Regions from separate parts of the Mus musculus genome. Here regions 2 and 3 are each linked to region 1. Evidence: chromatin contacts called from public ChIA-PET data. All regions are on one chromosome and are shown on one strand. The core of a region is the stretch at or near the end of the contact, and the rest is flanking DNA. Distances in the headings are between cores, read along the strand shown.

Evidence for each region. ChIA-PET counts read pairs in DNA pulled down with a chosen protein or histone mark.
Region 2: an RNA polymerase II ChIA-PET map of memory CD8 T cells shows a contact between it and region 1, with 42 read pairs. The contact joins the enhancer-like site here to the promoter of Slamf1 in region 1. A contact is called at or near these places in 2 of 115 datasets of contacts at active chromatin or transcription factors (large pre-B cells and memory CD8 T cells).
Region 3: a contact with region 1 is called in an RNA polymerase II ChIA-PET map of memory CD8 T cells, with 8 read pairs. The contact joins the promoter of Tomm40l here to the promoter of Slamf1 in region 1. A contact is called at or near these places in 1 of 115 datasets of contacts at active chromatin or transcription factors (memory CD8 T cells) and 2 of 9 other capture datasets (adipose tissue and liver).

What each region holds. Positions count from the first base shown.
Region 1 is chr1:171,764,123-171,769,023 of GRCm38.p6, forward strand. It overlaps Slamf1 (signaling lymphocytic activation molecule family member 1), which reads left to right and starts at 3,010. Exons shown (of 7, transcript NM_013730.4): 1 at 3,010-3,180. The coding sequence starts at 3,105.
Region 2 is chr1:172,304,155-172,308,755 of GRCm38.p6, forward strand. No RefSeq gene overlaps it. Among named protein-coding and RNA genes, the nearest start is that of Igsf8, 5.9 kb to the right of the region's middle. Within about 2 kb of position 2,202, at least 66 of the 459 cell types and tissues checked have an H3K27ac peak or open chromatin away from gene starts, as enhancers often do. A contact at or near this core is called in memory CD8 T cells, where this site is marked.
Region 3 is chr1:171,219,177-171,223,770 of GRCm38.p6, forward strand. It overlaps Tomm40l (translocase of outer mitochondrial membrane 40-like), which reads right to left and starts at 3,338. Exons shown (of 10, transcript NM_001037170.2): 1 at 3,199-3,338; 2 at 2,728-2,977; 3 at 2,396-2,463; 4 at 1,992-2,084; 5 at 1,629-1,730; 6 at 1,371-1,476; 7 at 1,125-1,247; 8 at 933-1,009; 9 at 618-720; 10 at 1-484. The coding sequence starts at 2,842. The coding sequence ends at 345. It also overlaps a transcript of Apoa2 not described here.

The DNA.
Region 1 (4,901 bases), core at 1,760-4,259:
AGAACTCCACTCTCTATGAACCCATGGGACCCATTCCCATTTAAACCACTACACTCTCAGACTCCCATAGGCTTGTAGCCATATCATAATGCAAAATGCATTTAGTCCAACTTCTAAAGTCCTCATAGTCGATCACAGTTTCAACACTGTTTAAAAAGCCACAGTTCAAAGTCTGTGAGGCTTGTGGACAATCTCTTAACTAGAACCCACTGTAAAATCAAAATGAAGAAGCAGATCACATATTTCCAACATACAACGACACAGGATATATATTATCACTCCAAAAGGAAAGAATGGGAGCATAGTGAAGAAAGACACATCAAGACAGAAAACTAGCTGGGCAAACTCCTATTCTGTATCTCTATGTCTAATGTCAAAGTGTTCCTCAGATCTCCAACTCCTTTCAGCTTTGTGAACTGCAACACACTTCTTCCTCTCTTGGGCTGGTCCCAGTCCCTGTTAGCAGCTTTTCTAATGGCTCTGGCACCTCCAACCTCTTGTGGTTCCAAGGCAATCCAGGCTTCACCTTCACAGCTTCACACAATAGCCTCTGTAGGCCTCCATGCAGAGACACCCACAGCTTTCCTTTGTCATGGAGGGAGATTCTGCAACCCCTTTCTTTTATCTTTTACTATAAAGCCAGAGCCATGTAGCTAAAATTACCAAGTTCTGCTACTTGCTGGGGCTAGAACACACAAACACACACACACACACACACACACACACACACACACAATCATTCGGTTATATCTGCATCAACTTTATGGTTTTGATGGTTTTCTTCACTGCCCTAAGCTTGGCTGTCCTGGAACTCCATCTGTAGATGAGACTGGCCTTGAACTCAGAGATCCACCTGTCTCTGCCTCTGGAGTGCTGGGATTAAAGCTTTTCTTTAATTCCTTTTCACAGTTCATTAATTGCTTTTCACAAATCAGAAGCTTAGCTGGCTCTGGTCTTGTCCTGAGGTCACCGCTCCCTCTATTCCACTTAGCATTAGACTTTTCTTTAAACCTTTTATCTTCTTGAGCACTGGACTTGACTCTATTGAAATTTTTGGTGCTATTTTCTACTCCCCCCAACTGTACATTTAGTATTTTTCCTTTGCTCAGCTTGCTCTTTTTCATTATAGATCCTCATTCGCATGGAACATCTATACTGGGTCCCCTTTTCACAAGAGTGGGGGTGGAGAGAATGTAAGAGACAGAGGTGGTGGGCGACTACAAGGAACCAGTGTCTTCCAGACACAGCGGGACACATATGTATTCAAGAACATAGTCCTTGGTAAGTCATCCAGGCTCTGGTGGAAGATCACACATCCAGGAATATTTGGGCAGCACAAAATTGTTTTGATGGGCTAAGAAGGAAAAGACACAAAGCTGGGTGGATGTCCTTGGAAGAATAGGGGACATGAATATGATAGAATTCTCAAAGAACTAATAAAACTATTATTTTTTAAAAGTAAAGAGTTCATCCTAGAAGAATAAAGTGAACATGAGTCTAAGTCTTTGAAGAGAGGGAGGGGCCTGACCTAAGCACACAGGATGGAGCATGCATTCCAGGAGTTGTGTGACTCAAGGGCATGCATTATTCTTGAAAACTCTGATTCAATAGCCAGGTGTGGTGGTGCACACTTTTAATCTCAGCACTTGGGAAGCAGAACCAGGTGAATTGGAGACCAGTCGGGTCTACATGGTGAGTTCCAGGCCAGCAAGAACTACATAGTGAGACCCTATCTCAAAAAAAGAAAATACAATAAAACCATCAGACAAACAAACAAAGGAAAAGGGAAAAGGAAGGAAGGAAGGAAGGAAGGAAGGAAGGAAGGAAGGAAGGGAGGGAGGGAGGGAGGGAGGGAGGGAGGGAGGGAGGGAGGGAGGGAGGGAGGGAGGAAGGAAGGAAACTCCAATTTATATCATTTTTCAATTTCTATGATATTAACCCCTTATGTGGAGTTAATTCCTAGCTACCACAGTGAGGACACATCTGGGAACACACCATGCCCAATACATCATTATGAAGTTGGATACAGGAGGCAGGAGAAGAGAAAACAAAGAGAACTACAGACCAGTTTTCCTCTAACTCCAGCTCTTTCTACCCCATGACCTTTGGGGTCAAGAGTAGATTATCTGTGAATATGACAATGGATTCTAAAAGCATTAGCCTGGGGACTAGTAAGATAGCTTGGTGGATAAGGATACTTGCTGCATAGGCCTGGCAACGTGAGTTTAATTACTTGATCCCACATGATGGAAGAAAAAAGCTGATTCCTAGGGGTTGTTCTTTGACTTTCACACACACACACACACAGCCTCACCTTTCAAAGTCTCCTTTTGAGCTCCTATTCTAGTGTTCTGTTCATGGAAGTTCTTTCTTCCATCCTTTCTCCATAGCAAACCTTACAAACAACTTCTAAATTGAAGGCAACAGAGAGCTAACTTGATTCTGCCCCACTGTGCCTGTCAGGAAAATGGGCTGTTGGTCAGAGATGTCTACGCCTGTCTACTCTATCAGTTTGTGACTATAGCTCAAAGTATCACTTGCACAGGTATTCAATGAGATTATGTAACGAATCATAAGTAACAGTCCTGTCATCTCATGCCAAGTAAGTTACAAATAGAAGTTGAGCTCTGGATTCCCTAATTTGTAGGTGGTCTACTCAATGTCCGTTTTTTTCTTAGGATCCAAGAAGAGTTTACCAGACAGATCTGCTCAAAGAACTTGTGACACCCATTTCCTGGAAACAGCTTAGAAAAAAAGAGGGGTGGGGGGGGAATCACACTTCTTCCCCAAGCCAGGGTTTGACTGATGTGACATTACAGCCCCTTTCCCAACTCCCATGGGTCTGAACACCTGACTTTGGCTTCTCAAGAACAATGAAGTGATAAAGTGATTTAAGCCTGATCATAAATGAGCAATCCTGGAGGCTCAAGTAGAAAAAAAAAAAAAAACCCGGTTGAGACAGGAAGCTGGTTCAGGAACTTGTCAGCAGAGGCAGCACTTCGACGATCAGAGCTTCTTCCTTGGGGGTAACAGTAAGCAGCTGTCCTGCCGAGCTGAGCTGAGCTGAGCTCACAGCTGGGGACCCTGTCTGCGATTGCTGGCTAATGGATCCCAAAGGATCCCTTTCCTGGAGAATACTTCTGTTTCTCTCCCTGGCTTTTGAGTTGAGCTACGGAACAGGTGAGTGTCCATTTGTTTAAAGGGTTTGAGTCTTGTGTTTAGCAGTTTGGAATCAGCAGAGCCCCATGGATGGAGAAGCCAAGGGCTGGGGAGTGCTGTTCAGTTGCCTCTTCTTTAAGGAGAGTGCCTCTGGGTTTCCACTGTGTCTTTCAAAGAGGAAGAAACCTGTTGAGTTCCCTGAGCCTTGGGCTACAAGGATTTGTCCCATCTACACTAGTTTCTATGGAAACCAGAAGCTAAAGGCACCTGCTATGTCCATAGTCAGCTTCCTGGACTCAGGCTAAAATTCTGAGTAGCTGGTTTATGTGGCTACCCTTCTGGCAAAGACCCAGGCTAGGGACCAAAGCTCTGGGACACTTGACCTATACTTCTGCTGAGGAAAACGACTCTCACATGTACATCATTGGCAGACAAAGAACACCGGTCCAGTGAAAAGCAAGGGTGATAGGAGCAACAGGTAGAAGTGGGAAACCTCAGACCTTAGGCTCACACCAGACAGTGGCTGCGGTGTGGTCATGCTTTCTTATAAGAGATGACTCCAAAGCACCAAGAAGAGGAAACGTTGGGATTTTGGAGCCCAGGGTTGCTTACAGAATGGGGAAAGTGCAATCAGGAAACTTCAAGGCTCTGCAGTGGGCTCAAGTGATGGCAAAGGGTTAAAGGAGCAGGACTTCTCTCCCATCCCTCTGGTTCTTCTCTTTTCCAAGGCAAGCTGTTGTTTTCTACTTAGTGGGTGGGAACTGTAAGGAAAGGTATTGGAGAGCAACCGTGCTAAGCAGTGCATACTGGGCTAACCATGGAATGAATGGTCAACTCCATTGTAGAGTTTAATTAGATTGTGGGAGACAGCCTGGCAGAGATGGCTTTAGGAAGCGGATCGGGGAAATCCTGAGAGCCAGAGCATTTTGGTCGTGGGGGATTCATGACTGTAAATCCATTATGGACTTTTCTAAGAAAAACCCTGAAATGTGCCAGGGATTGGGGGTGGGGGGCTGTACCTAGAATCTTTTATTCAAGTCTCAGATGAGGAGACCCTTGTCTAGCTCCACTTTGAGATAATCAAACTGAGCATCTTTGGAGGTAGAGCTAAGCCCTTCTTGTTGCATACCATTTGAACCCACCATTGCTGGCTTACTTGGTGACTGTAGTAACTATGGAATGAACGTTTGGTTTTCTCCTTGTCTAACCTTGTCTGTAGCAGCTCAGATGTAGCTAGCAAATGTTCTGCTTAAGGGTAGGAGGTCACTGGCTAGTGAGCGACAGCCCAGCCCCAGGATACATACATGTCTCTCCACTTGGCAACTATTCTTTCCTTGCATTCCACGTTCTAAAATAAGCTCAATTTTTGTCAGTGTTTCTATTTATAAATGTGTACTCTTTTGTGAAACCCCATTAAAACCCAAATAGAAATACTTTGCAAATGAGACTTATCAGTCGTGTCAGGGCAACCCAGAGGAGCTTGATTCTTGTAAAAAAGTGTGCACCTTCCCATTTCTGCTCAATTTTCAGTTCCTACTCAGAACTATAAGATGCAAAAAGTGCAAACGTCCCTTCCCAAGAAAAGCAAAGGCTCCTAAAGGATAGTTGATGTCTTTATTTACAGTGAACTTCACATGTAAGTGAGTGATGTTCAAGAAGCTAGGCAGCTTCTATATGGCATCTTGACTTTAATCCAAGAGGCAGAATAAAGAGTTGCTATCTTTGGGTAAATAACTGCAAGA
Region 2 (4,601 bases), core at 952-3,451, 540 kb after region 1:
TGAGACGGAACCCTGTAGGTTCGGGACATCAGGGGCTGCAGTAGCATCCAGAGTATAGAGGAGAATGTGAAGTCAATCTGGGAAGTGGATACAGAGAGCCTCGAATGTCAGACTAAGTGTTATCCTAAATGCCAGCATTCTGTTAAAAAAAAAAAAAGAAGAAGAAGGAAAATAAAAACCTGTGATGCTAAAAGTCACCTGGATACGTGTTAAAAATACAGAACAGTGGGGCCAGGCTCAAAGATTCTGATTCATGAGGGCGGGGGTGGGGAGTGGGAGTCTGTATTTTTACCACCGAGAAAGTTTGAGAAATATTGCTATAAACAATATGGAGACATTTAAAGTTTCTGAAGAAAGAAATCATCTCATTCAAATTGTACCCTGGGTAAGACTCCTTTGATTGAAGGGGGGGGTGTGTGTGCGCACGTAAGCGCATGGGTGTGAGGTGTGGGGCTGGAAGGAAGAGATAGGAGCTATCAGGGAGAGGGTGTGGCAGGAGAGGAGGTGGGGGGGGAACAGCAGGGGTGAGCATTCAGGACTCCGTAGCTGGTTGCTTGCCAGGGCAGGGGAGGAAAGACTTGTGGAGTGGGGGTGTTGCGCAGCTCTGACTGTTATGAAGTTGGGAAACAAGCTATCACATCCCTGTGGTGGGTTGTGAGGCTGAGGTGTTGTGTGTGGTCAGGCTGCAGGAGGGGCTTCTTGAATAGATGAGACAGGACTGGACCTCCGCAGGGAGCATGGGCTGTGGAAGTCACCTGCATAGAGATGACCATGGAGGCAGAGGTCACTAAGGTGGGGGAATCTGGAGGACAAATGGCAAGAGTCTTAGGAAGAAATGTGTTCAATACTTAAGCCAAAGATGAGCCTAGACCAGCGGCTCTGAACCTGTGGGTCATAACCCCTGTGTGGCTAGAAAGACCTTTTCATGGAAGTCACACATCAGCTATCCTGCATATCGGAGATTTACATTCTGTCTCATGACACTAGCGACTTTACAGTTGCGAAGTAGCAAGGGGCATAATTTTATGGTTGGGGGTCACCACAGCATGAGGAACTGTATTAAAGGATTGCAACATTAGGAAGGTTGAGAACCACTGGTCTAGAAGATGGTGAGGTAGAGAAGCCAGAAAGATTGAGAGAGCTAGACCAAGCTAAGGACCTAGAGTTGAGAGAGGAACCGTTATAAGAGCATAAGAAAGAACTCTAAAAGCCAAGTTCCAGTTGACAAAGGGAAATGAGGCTGGTTACTTCTTTTTTTTTTTTTTTTACCTCAGACACCTCTGAGGTGACTGTTGTGACCTCTAAGGAAGCCATCTTCATGGCAGGTCAAACCTGGAAACAACAATCTTCCCCCCCCCCCCCAACCTCATTCCACACTAACAGGGCATGTGGTGAGGAAGCTGGAGGCTGAAGCAGGCCACCTTCTTTCAAGAAGATTGCTTTAGGAAATAGAAAGGAAAGAAGACAGTGGGTAACTGAGGAGGGGGTGTGAGGGATGCGGGGCTAGGGTCCTGTGTGGAGGACTCTCTTCTCCTGTTCACTGGGCCTACCCCACTGCCCATGTGCCATAGCACTCACCATAACTTATCTTCCTGACAATGACCAGGAAACAGTGAGGTCAGTGCGGCCATGGCTCCCATTATAGAAATAATGGAACTGAAGTTAGGGACAGTGCCCCCTGGCTGTGAGAACCAGGTCTGCCCAAAGCCTTACTGTCTAGCCCCGACATACCAGCCCCACCTACTCAGACCATACATTTTATGTTTGTTTTGGTTGGCCCCTTCATCCCAAGAACATCAAGAGGTAGGGTCCTCTGTGCCAACACAGTGCCAATGTAGAGTGGCTGGTTCTCCTTCTTGGTGTTCCCTGTCACCATGGCTGGCAGCTGGTCACACCTCCATACCCATGTCATGCCCCAGACACCAGTTTTGTGTCCACAAATGGAGTCAGAATGCCTAGAAAGTAAATCTCAGACTGACCACTAATTGGACAGAAGGTTTCCTGAACTCATTTACCCAGTCACTAACTCTGCGTGCAGGGCAAAAATGCTTAAGGAACATAGATTATTACTTTCTGCCCTCGATCTCCAAGGTCCTAGCCTTTAGAGTGCAATTTCTCTTTCACTGGATGTGGTCTCCAGCACCTTCCCTCTTTGGAGCACAGAGCCTGCCCTTGCTAGGTTGCCCAGGAAGCGGTGTGGCTTGATTTTTGAGCGACAGATGTTTGAGTTCTGAAATAGGAAACTTTCATGTGTGGGTGGAAGTGGTCAGGGCGAGATAGAATCAGAGATCAGAGGAAACAGAAGTGTCCACCATGGAGGCCATGGGGTAACCAGAGAGAAAAGACTGATTTCCTCTAGTCACTCCCTGCCCTCACACACATACACACACACACACACACACACACACACACACACACACACACACACACAGAGGAGGAGGAAGAAGAGGAGGAGGAGGAAGAGGAGGAAGAGGAGGAAGAGGAGGAATAATTAGAATTGGCAGTGGCCTTGAGAAGCTCAGTCAAAATAAGAAGGCAGATTGAAACAAGCTCTGTATATACAGTTCAATGTGGAAAATGCCATCCGAGGGCCAACGGCAGATGTTGTGAGTGCGTGTAGAAATGTGTGTGCGCATGCGTGCGTGTGTGCGTGTATGTGTGTGTGTGTGTGTGTGTGTGTGTACGTGTGTGCGTGTGTGCATGTGTGTATACGTGTGTGTGTGTGTGTGTGTGTGTGTGTGTGTGTGTGTGTGTGTGTGTCTGGGTATTGAGGATTGTCTTACCATCGGGACCCAGCTCCCACTCGCTCCCATGGCCAGCACTCTCACCCCCACTGCTCCATCTGTTTCTTTGTTTTTGCAGTTTTTATTTCTGGCTTTGTTTTTCCGTTACTTTCCTAATAGAGAGCCTTTGGAAAAATTCCATCCTTGTTTCAGTTGGACCAAGCAAAAAGGGAATTGTCCACTCTTCAGCCAGAATAGCCAAGGGGTACTGGCCTCCTTCAGAGTCCAGGTGGACAAGTGGACAGGCAAGGACTGATGGGAAAGAGGCCGAGGAAGACGCTCAGCTGAGACCAGGGAGGTCTAAGCAGGAGCATCAGAGCTTGCGTGAGCTGGCTGGGCAGGCTGTGCATCCCACACCACCCCTTGCACCTCCCTGCCTTCTGTTCTGGTTAGAGGGGAGAACAGAGAAGCCCTTCCATGCTGGGGTGCTTTGGACTGGGTCTCAAAGCTCTTTCCTCGTCTGGGAGGCTGTGAGGAGCTGAGACCCCAGAGTCAGAAGTCTTTGGCGTGTGTACATGAAACCTGTTCTTCTCTCTTTCCCTCAAAGTCCCAGCACACAGCTCTCATTGTTTCCTCTTATCCGGGACCTCTAGCCCTGCACTGACTTATTCAAGAAATACTTATAAAACACCTACTGTGTGCTACATACACCATACCACATATATCACATACACCACACACACACATACACATATACCACATCACACACCACACATATCACACACACACACACACACACACACACACACACACACACACACACACACACACACCACATTACACACCGCACATACATCTCACACACACACATACATATACCACACCACACCACAACCATACATACATCACACACCCACCCACCACATTACACTATATATACACACACAAGGCACGCATATTCACACACACTGAATGTATGCAGGTCACCATACAGGAGAGGAGACATATGTTCAGGACATTTAAGCTCATTTGCCTGTGAGCGTTCCTGTTTATTTGCTATGCAAACTTGGGTAAATTGCACAAGGTCTCTGCTCCCGCTTCCTGGCTGTAACATGGAGGGAGGTAAGCACAGTTCTTAGCTTCCAAGGCTGTGGCGAGGACTGAATGAGCAAGCCTAGTGTGTACACAGCGCCCAACACAAAGCCGCCTTTCAGTCAGCCCAGCGTTTGTTCCTCACCTCACTCAGCTGGAGGCAGACAAACCCGTAAATGACCTGTTCTTCAAATTTGCCTCTTGCTCAACCTGGTGACTCAGAAGCAGTCACCTGGTGCTAACCACCTCTTGCCCCCGAGGCTCAACTAACACCCAGTCCGCAGAGCTGTCTACTGGACTGCTATTTCCTGACTTCATTGCGGCCTACTCTGCTCGGGATCTCACAGAGAGTGAGAGTGAGGCCTGCTTTTGCTCTTTGACACCCTCCAGATGGGATTCTGAACCAGCGGGTCCCTCTCAGCTGCCTGGGGACAGAGCACAAGTCCAGGGAGCCTGGGGGGGTGGGGAGTGGGTGGTGGGGGTGGTGGGTGGAACCCAGATACCTACACCATAGGGCTAATGAACACAGGCCTTGGCAGGGTAGAAAGCTGAGGGGGATTCCAGCTCAGAGGGATCCATGAGTAGCATTCCAAAGTGGGCAGCAGCTGGCATTCACTCTGGGAGAAGCAATGGCTAGGCCCACTCAGTGGGTCAGAACCAGGTCATGCCAAGGCCCAAGTAGTATAGTGGCTCCTCTATTCTTGAACAACTGTGCTGCCCGCTTGGCACTGGGCTTGAGAACTAGAAGTGTGAGCTCTGTCAGGGCAAGAGGAGGGACCAGGGCAC
Region 3 (4,594 bases), core at 2,088-4,587, 540 kb before region 1:
GTAGTAATATCTCAATCAAACAAAAATAACAAAAAAAGTAGGGTGAGGGAAGCCAGACACATCCCGTAGTCCCTCTCCTTTACTCCAGAGCCATACAGCTTATGGGAGATTATAGTGGGGCTGATGGCAGTATTGGGAACCTCAACCCGCTACCTAACTGGAAAAAATGACTCTCCGGCAGTTCTGGTTCTGAGGAGGACATCGTCCTGTCCCCCCCACTCTGCCCATGGGACCTAGGAGTCATCCGGCAAGGTAGGCTCTGGAGAGGGACCAAGTTAGTCTCTGGCCCTAGGGTATCAGACTCAAAGGTTCCAGCTGCTGCAGAGGCTGCTCCCAGGACAACCTCAGCCCACAGTGATGCTGAAGCCGCAATGGAATCTGTTTCGCCAGTGATTGAGGAAGGCTCCAAGGGCTAGGGTGACAGGCAGGGGACGCATCTTCTTCTCCAGCACCGCACCAACACACCAGTTACTGTCCACCAAGCCTGCCGGGGAAAAGTATATTGACCCGGTTGATTAGCCAGACTTGGAGTATGGAGTCAACAGAAGTAAGGTAGAGCCTCCCTCCCTGCATGTCCCCAAATCCCTCACCACTTCTAAGTGTCTCAAAACCCTCACCTCTAAACACCATATCGGCCTGGGGCAGAGTCAGGTGGTAACCAAAGGAGAAGGTCGTATCTTGTAGCCTTGTATTTGCCTCAAACTCTACTCCAACCTGAACCTGAGAAGCAGGGACAAGAACGAGAGGAGGACCCGTCGCCATGAATCCCACAGGAGTTCTGGCAGGGTATAAGCAAGCTGGAATGCATGTGTGAAAATGTAGACCAGATGAGGCCAGAAAGAATCATAGGCCAGAAGCCTGGGAAGACTCGAGGGGCAGAAGGTTCTGGTTGACTGACTCACTAGGCTAAGAGATGAGCTTGGTAGTCTTACCTGTTCATTGGCCTTGTGGTAATAACTTGCATGGGCCCCACCTGACCCAACATTCAACGTAGCTACCCAGTGGACAGCTGCAGGGTGGGGGAGAACAGAGGGAAAAGGCAGTTACCATCGTAGATACAGGCAAAGGAACCCCAGAAAAGCCCCGAGTCTCTCCTCCTCACCATCATTCACTTGATCTCGTACCTGAGTACTTCCCAGCCAGAGTCAAGATGGCCCCCTCTTCTCCTGGCCGCCGGTGATAAACTAGCTCTCCTCCTAGCACAAGCCGATGGGTGATGCTCTGCAGGAAGTGAGCAACCATGATCACTGTCAGGGAGAGAGGATGCAAGAGTCAGGGAGTCAGGTTTAGTTTCTTACCATCTGGTCATTCCCACCCTAGCCTAGCCAAAAAGGTCCCCCCACCCCCAGAACTCCGTCCCAGTTCCCCACCTGATTCCCCAATCAGATCCGGATTTCCCAGGGTCAGAGTGGCTGTGTAGTCATCTCCCCGATACTCGCCATCAAACTGCCATGTCAGGAACTTGGCCTGCTGTGTCTGGGTGGGGAGAGTAACAAATAAAATACCCTTCTCTCTGTTTATATTCAGTATTGCCTCTGCTCCTCCTCCCCCTGCGTCCCCCAAGGCAGGATACCCATGGAGGAGAAAGAGAGGTGCCTCGGTGGATGGAGGCAGGAACTGTGGGTCACCTGGAAGACAGCCTTAGCTCGCAGCCGTTCTGCCAACAGAAGCAAGACCTGGGCGTTGAGACTGCCACTGCTGTCCATATCCCCCACCACAGTGGGGAACACCTGTTAGGGAGCGTAGACAGGAAGGCTGAGATGGGTAGGTAGCTCTATCCATTGGCACATGAACAGGAAGGGATTTCAGTAACATCTCACAGTGCCCCCTGGTGGACGCCAAAGACAAACTCGGGCAGCTTTGCACAGGACTAGCTCGCGTTCAGAAGAGGCACTGAGAACATAGTTGCTGATCACACACATTTCCAAATTCTCAAGACCTACGTCCATGTGCGTTTTACACAGTTGACGCGAGTGTGGGGGAGCCCTCACCTCTGTGGGGCTAAGCTGCCAGTCCCCTGCATAGGCGGTATGGAGGTGGTACCCTGGCAAGCCCAGGGCACTCATGTGCACAGTATGAGCCACCTGAGGAAAGAGGAGACAACGGAGAACAGAGCATTCTATTTCGTTTCAATCCCGTCTCCCACCCTTGACCTTTTTTTCCATCCAGAGGGGGCTTTTTAAAACCTCAACTATTCCAACGCATGCAGAGGGCCACTGGACTTTAAGCAACAAGTCCCACATCTTGTTGCTTAAAGGCATTGGGGGGGGAGGACCCCACACTTCCCCTCATTTGTCCCACATAGCCTAGCCAAGACAGGACTAATAGGTGTAAAGAGGATCCAGAGACAAGCAGGGAGGAGGGGGGTAAGTAGGGGCCAGACCAGTGGGAGCACCTGGAAATGGCTGCTCAGAACCTTGTTGACAACCAGCTTCACGCCTTCCATCTGTGCTGGGAATACATCTGAAGGGAAGGAACATGCACAGATAAGGACCCCTAACTACATAGACGGACTCCCCTTTCAATTGCATATGAAGCACTGGAGGAAATGACCTCCTTTCAAATCCTGCAACAAAACGCTCTGCTTTGAACATCTGGTCCTTTTTGACTGCCGGATGCTCCAGCTGTGATCTCCCCTCGCTGTTCACATCACTGGACATCAGCATTCAGGACCCTCCCCTTCTCTATGACCCTTCATCCTGAGACACCCAAAAGCTGCGGTCTCACCTTTGCACAACCGGTGCAGCTCGTCGAAGCTCCCGGGGTTGGGCAGCGGTTCCTCTCGACGGTGGCTCCGGCGGGGTAAAGTACCCATCGGTGCCAGGCCCAGGGTGTTCCCCATTTTAATCCAGAGGACAGGGAGGGGTTGGGGTTAGCCTGGGGATAAAATCTATTGCTCCCTCTATCCCCCACGGGCTCCACCCCCCATCATCGGGCTCCCCAGTTTCAGAAACTTCCATATGGTTCAATGCTAGACCTGCAATAAGGAACAGTAGGGGGAGAGAACACCGATGCTAAAGTTGAATCCCGGGCACACTCCCGCCCCATCGTTGATCCCTCACCCCCACCTGTCACCCCCGTCTGCTCTCCCATTATCTAGTCTTAACTACTACCGCAGGCTTCCGCTGACTTTCTAGTTTCTCTGTTCTTCATTCCCACGTCCCAAGGGTCTGCCCGCAATGGAACACTAGCCCTTACCATCTCAGACCATCCTGCAGCCTCTTTCCCCCTAGGCACACCCGGTCATCTTGATGGGGGCAGCCATCTTGAGTAATGGCAGAACTGCAGCTTCACCCTGTATTCCAAGCATGTCCGTAGGCGCCATCTTGGAAATGGGCAAAGGAAGCGCCCAAAGACCCAACCCACTCAATGATGAAAAAGGTGCCTCAATTTACTAGTGACCAATAGGAGAGGAGAAAACAGAAGAGTGGCAGGCCTGCAGGCCCCAGGGCTTCAGTCCGAGTGCAGTGGCGAGTGGGAGTTTGTGGGTGGCCCTTTAGACGTTAGTGGAAGGCCCCCTTTTAAGACCGCCCAACCTCCTCAAGGTCGAGATAAACTCTTGAGCATTCAAGACACTAGAGGGAGCATTTTGCCTATTAGACCAATGGAGTTCCTTAAACCGGAACGTGAGAAAAGTGAAACTATAGTTTGAAGACCTATTTTATGAATATATCACACTCAGGGGTTGTGAAGACGTGGTTCACTTTACCCTCCACCTTCCTGAAAGCCGGCTGGAGAATCCCCACAACTCTCCACTCTATACCACCTCCAAAGGACTGCTACTCACAATCCAACCCCCCAAAACAGACCTCTACCGCCCCCCGCCGTCCCCCCTTCCCCCGCTGGAATTCACAGGCCTTGCCTTCCCGGCGTGGTGGCGCAGGCGGATTTCTAAGTTCGAGGCCAGCCTGGTCTACAAAGTGAGTTCCAGGACAGCCAGGGCTATACAGAGAAACCCTGTCTCAACGACCCCCCCCCCCCAAAAAAAATGACTGTGAGAGTTCTGAGGGCGAGGAGAGAGTTGTGGGCAGAACTAGCTTCCGAAGCAGCTACCCTCTCTAGTTATTATTTACATGGAGAAAAGACAAATAAAATCTAAGAATACAACCGCAGCCTGAAGTTACGCTCCTCCCCCCAGGGCCAGGGGCAAGCAGTGATGTGACACTAGAGGTAAGTCCACAAGAGGACAACTGGAAATATGCAAGATTGCATATGCAAGGGTTGAAGAGATGGCGAAGTGGGTAAGAGCAGTGACGAGGCTGGTGAGGTGGCTCAGATGCTTCCCCAAAAGTCATAAGTTCACTTCCCAGCAATCACATAGTGGCTCACAACCATCTGTAATGGAATCTGATGTACCCTTCTGTTGTTTGCATTTATACATGCAAAGAGAGAGAGTCGTGTGTGTGTGTGTGTGTGTGTGTGTGTTTGAGAGAGAGAGAGAGAGAGAGAGAGAGAGAGAGAGAGAGAGAGAGAGAGAACTGGCTACTTTTCAAAGGATCCAGGTTCAAATCCTAGCACCCACAACTTTAATTCCAGTTCCAGAGAATCTGACACTCTTACACAGATACACGTGGAAGCAAAACACATAACTAAA